Linked DNA regions of Mus musculus: region 1 is linked to region 2. A link is a contact called in public capture Hi-C data. All regions are on one chromosome and are shown on one strand. The core of a region is the stretch at or near the end of the contact, and the rest is flanking DNA. Distances in the headings are between cores, read along the strand shown. Region 1 overlaps Med13l (mediator complex subunit 13-like). Region 2 overlaps Med13l (mediator complex subunit 13-like).

Region 1 (3,145 bases), core at 607-3,106, 180 kb after region 2:
AGAGCAATGGAGGAGGCAGAGGCTATGCTACGGAGGGGGCAAGAGCAATGGAGGAGGCAGAGGCTATGCTATGGAGGGTAAACCTCTATGTACACAAGGATAAGGTGATAGCCAGGGGCCACCTTCCCAGTCAACCCTGAAGTACCAGACAGCTGATAGCCAGTCTAGAAAAAAAAAATCCCAAAGCAGTCTGGAATCTTACATGCTACAGAGAATGGCCCCAAAATACTAACTCAAGTTCTCCAAACAAAAACAGCCTGCTCCCATGTGTGCAGGCACTGTAACAGACAACACTCATACACTGGAAACTACTGGCAGCTTTGCCATCAACGCCTCTATGACCAAGGGCTTCTGATGAGCTGAGGAAAACCAGGTCCAGACACAAAAACTAATACAAAGTTTAGAGGAAAAACCTAAGTGAGAAGAAAACATCTGGAGCATCCATCACTGATTCTCTCAGAAACTGCAGAGCTGGCTGAGTGGTTATGAGTGCTGGCTGCTCTTGCACAGGACCAGGGTTCAGTTCCCAGCACCAGCAGAGTAGAGTGCTCACATCCATCCCTACCTCCAGTTCCAGGGGATCTTGATACCCTCCCTCTTCTAAATTCTGCAGGCACCTGACAAGCACATATTGCATATACAGGCAAATGACTCTTACATATAAATAAATATAGGAAACCTTACAGAACATGTAACCATTTAAAACTGAAAGGGAACAGAAGGCTCAAAGAAAGTAGAATTAAAAGAAAACTCAGTGAAATACATGGAAGATGAAGTTCAGGGACTCAAACACACACAAGGCTGACAAAGTAAAAACTGGGCAGGTAGGGAAGGTGGGAATTAAATGGGAAGATGAACCAAGAAACTTAAAGCTAAGCACAGACTCCTAGAGCCGGGCTGCAGCCCCCTGGTTGCAGCACAGACCTGAAGCTGCAGCTCGCTGCAGAGCACTTGCCCAGTGTGCCTTAGGTAACACTATGGAATAAAAACTCTAAGAAAAAGAAAACAATGAAGAATTACCTAATGTAATAATTCATGGAAACTTCTCTCTAAAAAACCCTGTGAAACACTACATGGACAGACCTCTCTGGATACCTAAAAGAACTAATGAGATGGGCCCCACAAAAGGCCCCACTCCACTGTGGCACACTACAAGACAAGACCCTCCAGCCTCCATGAAAGAAGACATCACATGAGCAAGAGGGCAAAGTGCGGTGACTCCCAGAGTCTCATGTCAGATCTGGAGAGCCTCAGGCAAAGCAGACGGCAGCACAGAACTCCCGAATGCAGAGCAGGAGGAGCAAGCCCAACCACTCAACTCCTCGTGTGTGAGGAGCCTCCTTTCTCCAGGTCTGCATGCAGAGTGTGAGCCACGAGGGAGAGAGGCTAGGAGCCTGTGGGAAGCCAAGGAAGGCCCACACCCAATGACAACTACAGGCCAAGCTTGTACCAAGTGACTGTGGCGGGTCAGACGGACCCAGTAAAGACCCCTCAGGAAGCTGTTGCTGGTCATATGTCCACTCTGACTGAGGACCCCGAGGTTTCAGACAACAGGGCCAAGATGAGGGACACTCAGGTAAGACAACTTCTTATTGTGGGACATGACCTCACATAAGGGAGAGAAAAAATTATCAACAGTAAAGGGTTTCTAAACAAGCAGTCTTCAAAAAAATAATTTTAAATCAACATGGTATGAACCCAAGGTCTTTCAGGCACTCTGACCACATTGTATCTCAGGACTTGAGCACAGCCTTGGTTCTGAATGTAGTTTGGCAATATAACTCACACACCATCACACACACCCAACACTGCCTATACCACCTCCGCTCAGCTACTGCTGCGTGCACAAAGCTTCCTCTCATAGACACATGATGAGTGAAACAAATACTTTCAGTAACATCAGCATGCTTAAATCAGCTGTCTCTGGCTGGTAGTTTGTATAGGCATGGCCTCCATAGACACACAGGTTTAAATACTTTGGAGTGGCATCTTAGGATGTTTGGCATTGTGGGAAGAAGAAAGTCACTGGGGGTGAGCTCTGAGGTTTCAAATGCTCAAGCAAGCCAGGTCCACTGTCTCTATCTCTTCCTGCTGCCTGCCTGCCTGCCTGCCTGCCTGCTGAACCCAAAGTAAAACTCCTTCTCCAGCACCAAGTCTGCCTGGATGCTTCCCAGCATGACCTATAAGCCAGCCCCAATTACATGTCTTCCTTCCTAAGAGTTATCATAGTGGCTCTCCACAGTAGTAGAAATCCTAACTAAGACACTCCCTGTTTTACTCAATTACAGTGTTTGACTTTAAAACTTGCTGTTTGAGTCCTTGAGTTTCTTTTGTTTTGGTTGGTCTGATCTCTAACTATGTGTGTATGTTGGTGTGGGTATGAGCAAGTGAGTGCAGGTGCCCTCCTCAGTGACTGAGCAAGTCAGAGGCCCCGGACGCTGAGCTGGGGTGAGAGGTCAGTAGCTGCCTGATGGGTGCTGGGAATGGAACCCCAGCCCTCAGTGAGAGCAGCATTCACTGTTCACAGCTGCGCCATCTGTCCAGCCCCGCTAATGTCAGTTTCATAAAGAATGGCTCAATCAAATGCTGGCTTGGGATTAAGGATAGAATTCCCAACAATTTATGAAATGGTCCTAAATATACTTCTGCCATTCTGTACCACATATTTATGCAAAGTGGCATTCTCAGCATCGACAACTATAAAATAAAAATGTATCAGCTCTACCTCCTGCACTTCAAATGGTGCCAAGATTTAATTCTTTGTGTAAAAAAAGAAAAAAAATAAGTACACCCACCTCATTAGTATGGAAATTTGCTTTCATCTTCAATAAGTAGTAAAATTATAAGCATACCAAATAATTATTTTAAAGTAAATATATGGTATGGTTTGGTTTGGGGTTTTTTTCCTTAGGTGAGGGCATTGGTTTTGGTTTTTGGAGTTGTTTGGTTGGTTGGATTTTAGGATTTCTTAGTTATCAGTAAATATTTGGCTTATGTGTGCCAGGATCACATACAAGTTTTTCCAGCATAATATAATTGAGAGGAGAAAAAGTTTAAGAAAAAATATAGAGAAGCACTTTAAGAAGGAAAAAGGACCACACATACGTGGAAGGCAGAGGCAGGCAGTCTGGTCTACAGAGTGAAT
Region 2 (2,877 bases), core at 97-2,596:
CATATTGAATTGTTCAGAATGTAATACTTTACTGACACTCGGCTTTCCAAGTTTCTCCATGTTATTCTGATGTGGTCACTGGAAAAAAATCAACAGGGATGGACAGGGCCTTGCTCTCTATGGCAGGTTAGCCTGATACTTTTGACCACAGCCTTAGTTGTCTGCCTGGGTGTGCATGGGTATCCTAGGTGTGCATGGTTGTACTTAACTTGCACAAGACCCTTGCTCTCTGTTCCATCAGAGACCCTGGGGGCCAAGTTGCTAGTGAGGCACCTGTCCATCGCCCATTTCCAAACCACAGTACATCAGAGAGCACCCAGAAAGGCTCAGCTCTCAAGGCACAGGATAGCTTCTGTCTGCTTGTTGTTTTGAAGATCCAGTCTTGGGTCTGGGGCAATATCTCAGCTAGTGACAGAAAGGCTGAGTGTGTGCCCCAGAACCCGTGTAAAGCAGTGAGCAACAGTGCACACTATAATCCAATAGCAGGAGGAGGGAAGGGGAGAGGAGGTGGACACAGGCCAATCTCAGGAGCACGGTGAGAGACAGGAAGAGACTGGCTGGCATCTGGCACGTGCATCCACATGCACACACATGCACATCCACACAGTGTCTCCGGAGCTCAGGCTGGACTCTGGGCTTGAACTCAGTAAGTAAGTAAGGATGACTTTCAACTCCTGGTTCTTTAGCCTTCTCTTTCAAGTTCTGGGATTACAGGCATGCACCATTAAATTTTATGCCCTGATGAAAACAGTGAAACAGAGTCCGTGCATCTGAGGTGCATTCCATAACAAAGAATTAGTGCTCTAGTCAATCGAACATACTTATCTGTGGCAGAGAAGGTCAAACTGAGTTTTCCATGCAGAGCCACTCCCAGGCTCTGCTCCCTAACCTTTGTTCTTCTGCCCAGGGCTGACACCTGCATCACCTCTTTGGAATAGGAAATGAAGTGTCCCTGCACCTCCTGTGTGGTGAACTGAGTGCACACACTGTGTGTCCCTGCACCGTGGGGAGAAGTGGACTCTGCTGCTCTGCACAAGCAGCAGTGTCTCTGAGCACCACCCTGTCCTGCACTCCTCAGGGGCAAGGAGGAAGGAGCGCCACTTTCCCACTCAGTCAGAGCTACCTTAGAACGTCAGATGTGGTCTTGGAGTCCAGAGGGTGTGGAGCCCGCTGAGAGGTCCTGGCAGGAAGGAGCTCATCGGTCTGCGCTACAGAGATGTGGTGATGCAGGGAAGCCTGGGGAAAGACCCGAGAACTTTGTTTCTTTCCAGGTGCAGAGCAGCACAGTGGAGAATGAGCGCGGCCCCAGCCCAGGCTCCGGCTCCTCAGTCATGCAGAGGCAGGCTGCTGTGTGCCTGAGTCCCAACTGCTGAGTCATCTCCTGGGACACACTACTGTCCTAGAGGTAAGCTCAACACTAGTTTCAGGGGCCTCTCTTTCTGGTCTAACCGACTTCATTTTGCTTCTTGAGAAAACAAGCTGACTGGTGTGTGTGCACTCAACAGCACACACGTGAGGTCAGAAGACAGCCTGGCGCACTGATCCCTGCCACCAGACGCACCCGGCCGGGGCTTGGGGGCTCTCTGACTGACTGGGCCATCTCACCAGCATACCTTGCTTCTAACACAACAGTCGAGCACATGAAACAGCAGTTCCTATGTAGTGCTGTATGCCCTGCCACCAAAGCTGGGACAGTGGCCACTATTTGTCACTTTCTTTTCAGTATTTTACCTTTGAAATATTTTAAAACAAACCAAATACTCTATCATTTCTCTTGTAAATTTAGGAAGTAATGCTTACAGATGAGAACCTTTAAGAACTGTATCGCGCGCGCACACTGAATGTGATTCCTTTGTATCAGCTAATGGGCTATATAGTCAAGTCTCTCTGATGTTCTCAAAACTTTCTCTTCCGTCCTCCAGCTATGGGCTAAGCTGCCGTGAGGGGTGTCGAGGCTCTGCAGTCTAGATGTGGCTCTTCATACTGTGGGGCTTCTCAACCCCTCTACCCTTCAGACCCCTCACAATCCCTACTGTCTGATCTGGAGATTTAATTGCAGGTGCACCTCCAGGGTGGGCAGGCAGAGGACCTCGAGGACAGGCAGGCAGGCGCATTCCACAAGGTGGGCACATAATCAGAGGACACAGAGGCGCTGACTGTCTGCTGTCCCAATACAGACAGAGACTAACCTCCACGAAGGAAACGGCCATTTCCTTCATGCTCAGCTGTCAGGTGAGCAAGGCGCTCCATCACAGCGTTCCGTGCCCGCCTGTGCCTGGTATCTCTGAGTAGAGTGACACACTACCGCCTGTTTGTCACCTCCTGTTTGGATACGACCCTAACAGTCCTGGGGACTCTCCCTGCTCTGCTGACTGACTAGGTGTCCCTCCTACACTGGAGTATTTCCCACAGGTTACTCCATGTCCCCTCCATGCCACACAAGAGTGGCTCACAGCTCTGCCCACTGAGACGACACCAGTGCTGCAGAGCTGGCTCAGCTGGCCCTTACTCACAGCACGGCATGCCGCTTCCCCTCATCTCTTGCTCCCGTCACTGGGCTGGCTTACTCTGTGGCAGGGTTGCTGTGCCCTTCAGCCTTGTTTCAGCTCACAAGTCATATGACCTCCCACCTCAGCCACCTTCACAGCCAGGCATGGGCATGATAAGTACCTACATCATTTCTCACATCTGCCAGCATCCAATGGCTGGAGGTGGGTATGCTGTGCCACAGGGGGAGCTCAGGGCTGTCATCACTCAGTTGACTCCCTTATAAGAGTCCTCTCCCCATGGCTCCCACCATGGTATACTCTCAAACCTCTCTCTCTTTCTGCCAAAAATGAGAAATGGATGCCCTCTGAGGCTCCTTTACACTCTGCA

What was found. Capture Hi-C pulls out chosen DNA fragments and counts their contacts.
Region 1: a contact with region 2 is called in a capture Hi-C map of embryonic stem cells, with 3 times the contacts expected there. The contact joins two enhancer-like sites. A contact is called at or near these places in 10 of 484 Hi-C or Micro-C datasets (B cells, the STO cell line, cortical neurons and 3 more), 2 of 115 datasets of contacts at active chromatin or transcription factors (astrocytes and embryonic stem cells) and 1 of 9 other capture datasets (embryonic stem cells).

The regions. Positions count from the first base shown.
Region 1 is chr5:118,584,887-118,588,031 of GRCm38.p6, reverse strand. All of the region lies in intron 1 of Med13l (mediator complex subunit 13-like), which reads right to left. Among named protein-coding and RNA genes, the nearest start is that of Med13l, 26 kb to the right of the region's middle. Within about 2 kb of position 1,856, at least 14 of the 459 cell types and tissues checked have an H3K27ac peak or open chromatin away from gene starts, as enhancers often do. A contact at or near this core is called in embryonic stem cells, where this site is marked.
Region 2 is chr5:118,759,645-118,762,521 of GRCm38.p6, reverse strand. It overlaps Med13l (mediator complex subunit 13-like), which reads right to left. Exons shown (of 31, transcript NM_172424.4): 30 at 1,124-1,236. Among named protein-coding and RNA genes, the nearest start is that of Gm42015, 82 kb to the left of the region's middle. Within about 2 kb of position 1,346, at least 17 of the 459 cell types and tissues checked have an H3K27ac peak or open chromatin away from gene starts, as enhancers often do. A contact at or near this core is called in embryonic stem cells, where this site is marked.